2 separate regions of the Mus musculus genome follow, and region 2 is linked to region 1. Evidence: chromatin contacts called from public promoter capture Hi-C data. All regions are on one chromosome and are shown on one strand. The core of a region is the stretch at or near the end of the contact, and the rest is flanking DNA. Distances in the headings are between cores, read along the strand shown.

Region 1 (3,098 bases), core at 278-2,777:
CCTAAGCCTGGCTTTTCGGTGTCTATAGAATGAAAGAAGTCTAAAAACTGATCAGTGAAAGTTTAGTTTTCAGAGTCTTAAGAAATTGGACCATAACTCAATTGTGAAAAATCATAGCAACCTTCCAGATGAAAGTTGAATGTGTGCTATACAGTGAGCAGGCACTTCTGCTTTGCTCTGGGTCCCTCAGCAGAGGCAGGCGGATTTCTGAGTTCGAGGCCAGCCTGGTCTACAAAGTGAGTTCCAGGACAGCCAGGGCTACACAGAGAAACCCTGTCTCGAAAAAACAAAACAAAACAAACAAACAAACAAATGTCTCACATGCTATGGGTTACTGCTGCTTTCGTAGAGTGTCGGGGCCCTGGTCTTACTGCTGTGATACACATGCATGATTGTTGGAAGCTGAGTGAAAACTGTATCCCAGGTGGATTTGATCCCCTTTCTTGTCTACTGTGCCTGGTGTGTCCTGTAGGTTACTGATCCGAATCAGAGCCCCAGGCTGCTCCTTCCACAGTGTCCTAACACGGCTCTTGCAGACCATGATCAGAAAAGCCTGTTTGAGTAGTCCTAGCCTCTGACTGTGGAGTTGCTCTGTGTTAAGACCCAAGGGAGTCCAAACAGAGATGAGTCAGGGCCTGGCACCAATCCTAAGCTCCGCCTGCTGCTAAACAGAACGGCTATTTGCTGTCACTTGGAGTCTTTCTAGGCCTCCAGGAAGAAACAAATACTTTAGAAGCCAAAACCCCAAAGCAAAGTAAAGAAAACAGAACTGTTCACACGTCCAGCAACGATTCACTGCTGAGTCCCTAGACATGGGAGGAGTGGAGTAGGGGTAAAAGCAGATGAACTGTGCAACTTGACTTCTCAACCACAAGGCCTCTCTCTCTTCCACTGTCCCTAGGGGTGGCCTTTTGCCTCTGAAGTCTTGGAATTTCAAAACTAGACTTTGAAGTTAATCTCTATTGTTAACCCATAATACACCTTTCTCCTCCTTATATTAATTTTTGTTGTATTTTTAAAACCATCTCTATTAAAATTATTCTTTCACTTAAATATTTAAAATATTCACTCTTCTCTGTCATCCTGGGAGAAGTCACTAAAAACCAAAACTCCTGTGTAGAAGAATATCATAGAATGAGTGAGTCCCTTTAGAAAATAACCACGAACTGACCACTGGAGACACCAGTGCTTTTTGCACTTTCCCAGAAGTTGAGGAGGGGCCAGTGGTTATCTGAGAACTTTATAAATGCCTGTGTTTTGTGGCTTCATAGCCTCCTGGATATACCAGCTTTACTTCTGCTGGAAGCCCCTCTGGATTCCTACCATCCCTTAAAAAAAATAGGTACCCGTGTAAGTGTCTTCTTTTCCTTTAGACACTATTGAGTCCTGTGATTAGCTTAGCAAAAGTCATGTACCTTGTACCTGAACTGGAGGCATGGCTGGCTGATCCTTCTGGGTCCTTCCACGAGTGTTCTTCCCCTGCTCTGTCAATAACTGAGCCTCCGTTGCTTTTCCTTCTCAGATGCTAAGCTCTAGTCTATGCTGGGTATTGTGATGTCATAGACTAGAATTTTCCCTACCCCCACTACCCAGCTGAGATCTTCCCACCCACATCACTAACAGTCTCTCAATTTTCATTTACTTTAGCACTCAGGACCTTTTGAAATCTCCGGAAAGAAACATTGAAGACTGTGGTGGTTGGAATATGCTTGGACCAGGGAGTGGCACCATTAGGAGGTGTGGACTTGTTGAAGAAAGTGTGTCACTATGGGGGTAGGCTTTGAGAGAGCTTCCTACTAGTTGCCTGGGGATGCCAGTATTCTGTTTATCTTTTTTTAAAAAAATTTTTATTAGGTATTTTCCTCATTTACATTTCCAATGCTATCCCAAAAGTCCCCCATACCCTCCCCCCCCCACTCCTCTACCCACCCACACCCACTTTTTGGCCCTGGCATTCCCCTGTACTGGGGCATATAAAGTTTGCAAGTCCAATGGGCCTCTCTTTCCAATGTTGGCCTACTAGGCTATCTTTTGATACATATGCAGCTAGAGTCAAGAGCTCCGGGGTACTGGTTAGTTCATTATGTTGTTCCACCTATAGGGTTGCAGATCCCTTTAGCTCCTTGGGTACTTTCTCTAGCTCCTCCATGGGGGCTCTGTGATCCATCCAATAGCTGACTGTGAGCATCCACTTCTGTGTTTGCTAGGCCCCGGCATAGTCTCACAAGAGAGCTATATCAGGGTCCTTTCAGCAAAATCTTGCTAGTGTATGCAATGGTGTCAGCATTTGGAGGCTGATTATGGGGTGGATCCCTGGATATGGCAGTCTCTAGATGGTCCATCCTTTTGTCTCAACTCCAAACTTTGTCTCTGTAACTCCTTCCATGGGTGTTCTGTTCCCAATTCTAAGAAGGGGCAAAGTGTCCACACTTTGGTCTTTGTTCTTCTTGAGTTTCATGTGTTTTGGAAATTGTAACTTATATCTTGGGTATTCTAAGTTTCTGGGCTAATATCCACTTATCAGTGAGTACATATCATTTGAGTTCTTTTGTGATTGGGTTACCTCACTCAGGATGATGCCCTCCAGGTCCATCCATTTGCCTAGGAATTTCACAAATTCATTCTTTTTAATAGCTGAGTAGCACTCCATTGTGTAAATGTACCACATTTTTTGTATCCATTCCTCTGTTGAGGGGTCTGTTTACCTTTCTGAACAAGATGTAGAACTCTCAGCTCCTCCAGCACCATGCCTGCCTGGACACTGCCATGCTTCCTGCCATGATAATATTGGACTGAACCTCAGAACCTGTAAGCCAGCCCCAATTGAATGTTGTCCTTTATAAAAGACACCTTGATCATGGTATCTGTTCACAGCAGTAAAATCCTCACTAAGACAAAGACCATCCATCTCACCTGCTTTACACATAATAGCATTGATAGCCTGGATGGTGAAGTGTCTGAGCTAACTAGAGCCCAGAGGCCCTCTGTGTTGTGCTCTAACCCTTCTGGACACATTGCATTTATATCCTGATCTCCTGTCCAGAGTTCAACAACAGCAGGGGTTTCTGGCAGGAAGCTCAAGAGACTACCTGCATCTG
Region 2 (3,098 bases), core at 332-2,831, 530 kb before region 1:
TCCATCTCTATAGACATTCCATTACTGGGGTGTGGGGGCTGGAAACTTGCTGGGGAGGTCTGAAAACTGTTGCTGAAGAAGTCTGGAAAGTGCTGCTGACCCAGTGTCCTTGCCTCAGGCCAGGTGGCAGGGCGGCTTCTAAGGCCTGGACTTGCCTGGAATTGTCCAGTTCTTAGAGACAGAGATTTAGGCCTATTCTCCTTAGCTGCCAATTTGAAGTCTGTCATGGAATCAGCCTAGCTTTCTCATAAGCTGATGGTCACAGAAGTGAGAAAAACAGTTAATAAAGATAAAAATCTCTTCCCAAAATTTCTTAGGTCAGCCAGGTACAGGGACTATATCAAGGGAGAAGAAGCTATCTCTAGAGAAGGTAGTGCCATTCTAGGACTTAATGAATCTCACAAAAGTCAAATTACATTCAATTAATATCCTGAAGAGGAAAAATTAATCAAAAGAGACAGACACTTAAATCAGATACTCATAAGAGGGAAAGGGGATGTTTATGGATGTCACATGAGTAGCAATCTGCTTGTTTTCCTGATTTCTGTAGCCCAGATCTCTGGACTATTCCATGTATTCTTTGCTCACTGAGTTTAATGAACCCGTCTCCCAGAGTGTTCCTAGTAGAGGATGAAGTACATGATTCCTCGTCATCTGGAAGGTATTCGAAATGGCAGCAGTTCAACTTCAGTCCAATTGCTCCCACATTATAAATTCTCAGAGCAAAGGACTCAAGGTAACCATCAGCATGAGAATTGAAGTTTGCTCTTTTCAGTGTAAAAAGAAGAGCATCCTCCAGTCAACCAATACGTACATATGTGCATGCAAACACATATATTTTCTAGAATTGTTAAAAAAACATTATAGATCTGGTTTATTAAATCTCCCAAAATAGAAAAATTCCGACGGCAAGTTTCTTCAATATAGGAAATACTTAGGAACTGTATATTGACCATCCGGGGATCTCTCTCCTCCCCTATTATCTAAGGCTTAGAGGAAACTTTTGCCAAATGCCTGCAAAATGTTTTCATAGATCTTCTCATCCAATGCATTATTTTTTTATTTTTATTTTTTGCTAAGCATCTTCGAGGATTTGCCCTTTTCAATAAAACCATTGTAGGATCCACAGTATTTGTGGTGTGTTTAACCCTACGTTGGGAGTTTAACATCAGGTTTTGCAGTTTCATCCTTTAGAAGCAGACTTTGTGTGCCCCGGTACAGGGGAACGCCAGGGCCAAAGGGGGGGAGTGGGTGGGTAGGGGAGTGGGGGTGGGTGGGTAAGGGGGACTTTTGGTATAGCATTGGAAATGTAAATGAGCTAAATACCTAATAAAAAATGGAAAAAAAAAAAAAAAAGTTCAAAGTCTAAGGCAAGTCGACCAAGGCACAGACGGGCAGATGATCGAGTGTTAAACACGCTGAAGGTTTCACATACTAATCTGTCCAGAAGCAGCAAAGTTAACATCTCCAAAGAGGAACCGAGGTCTCTGCATCCACTTAGGGTAGCACTTCACTTAGCGCGCGGCCTCTTTAAGGAGCGGTGCCCGGGGTGTGGTCGCAGCGCTCACGTGATCCGGAGCAGCTCTCTAAGCTTGCGGAAGCCGCCCAGCGGTCCGGGCGCCGGGATGGTGCGTCTGTACAACCTGCACCCGTTTGGGTCGCAGCAGGTAGTCCCCTGCCAGTGGGAGCCGGAGCAGGTCTGCTGCGGCGGGAGCGACGCGCTGTTCGTGGCTGCCGGCTGCAAGGTGGAGGCGTTCGCTGTTCAGGGCGAAGAGCTGTGCCGGCAGCGCTGCGCCTTCTCCACGCTAGGCAGGGTGCTGCGCATGGCCTACAGCGAAGCCGGTGAGGAGCGGCTTTGGGGCGGGGCTCTGGGTAGGGAAGGGATTGGTGCTCTTCTAGGCTGGCTGCTGACAGTCAGTGTGGGTCGGGCACTAAGTGCTAAAGTCATTTTGTGTAGTTGTTTTAGCGACCGCAGATCCGGTGTCGTGCCACGGTCCGGTGCTTGCCTAGTTTGCTTGAAGCCTTGGTCTGATCCTCCTTACTCAGATTGCTTCAACTAGTCATTCTAGCACTTTGGAGGTAGAGACCGGAGGATCTGAAGTTTAAGGTCCTCTGCAGTTTGGTGAGTTCCATTCTAGCCTAGGCTACAAGTAATCATGTCTCGAAGCAAAACAAAGCAGACACCCCACGTGGAGATGCAATGCTGACTGATCCCGTCCACAGCTTGAAATAAAGACGTGTGGCTCGGTTCCACTTATGCCAGACCCTTAAAAGATTAATGTAAGAAAACAAACCTGGTTCAAGAGAAAGAGGAGGGAGAATGATATCCTGAAGTTCACAGGAGGCTCGACCTCAAAAGTTATCTCAAATCGGAGCCAGCCCTTTTACCTCTTAAGTCACTATCACTTGTGGTTGATTTATTACATTGGGTTGTATCAAATGCTTGGCCCTGGTTGGATACTAATGACTTGAGCCACACCGACTGGAGGAGGCTAGCACTAAACCATGATAACCTCGTTCTTGAAACCTTGAAGAACAAAGATGCTTTTATTACCATGTTGGCTGCCTTAAAGAGCTTCAGGAATCATGTGGGATGGCATAAGTATCACGGGCCATATAACTCAAAGGTAGCATTCAGTCCACAGTTGAACTTCAACTTCTGAGTGTAACTTCTATTAACCCATGCATGACTAAACATTAATAGGCTGACCCCTGGCAATGCCTAAGTTCAGAAAACCTGTCTGATGTCTCCTTTGATGCCTTTTTTTCTTCTGAGTAAATGTTCTGGTCTGTGTTCTCTCAGTGCCTAGTGTCCTCTGCCATAGCAAATCCACCTTGTCAACAACCAGGACTATCTGTGCATTTATATTTACTGTGAATGTTTTGGAGGCCTTTTTCCCAGGCAGAAAGCATTTTCTTTTTCTGTCAGGTCCAAAGGAAACCCCAAGTCCCAAACTCCAAAGGGCAGTCCAAAGATCCAGACGTGAGCTCCTCCATGGCTATAGGAGGAGTTCTGGTGTTTAGTTAAAAGCCAGCCTTCCTTCCTCAGGAACTTGTGGAGGCAGTTCCTGTCTGTCAGAGGAGTCATTTCCCTTACC

Evidence for each region. Promoter capture Hi-C pulls out the DNA fragments that hold promoters and counts their contacts.
Region 2: a contact with region 1 is called in a promoter capture Hi-C map of embryonic stem cells, with 4 times the contacts expected there. The contact joins the promoter of Hps3 here to the promoter of Dnajc5b in region 1. A contact is called at or near these places in 8 of 39 promoter capture datasets (the 3T3-L1 cell line, the C10 cell line, embryonic stem cells and 3 more) and 2 of 115 datasets of contacts at active chromatin or transcription factors (embryonic forebrain and embryonic stem cells).

Annotation. Positions count from the first base shown.
Region 1 is chr3:19,507,024-19,510,121 of GRCm38.p6, reverse strand. Dnajc5b (DnaJ heat shock protein family (Hsp40) member C5 beta) reads right to left here and starts at 1,527. Exons shown (of 5, transcript NM_025489.3): 1 at 1,416-1,527.
Region 2 is chr3:20,033,793-20,036,890 of GRCm38.p6, reverse strand. Hps3 (HPS3, biogenesis of lysosomal organelles complex 2 subunit 1) reads left to right here and starts at 1,581. Exons shown (of 17, transcript NM_080634.4): 1 at 1,581-1,842. The coding sequence starts at 1,626.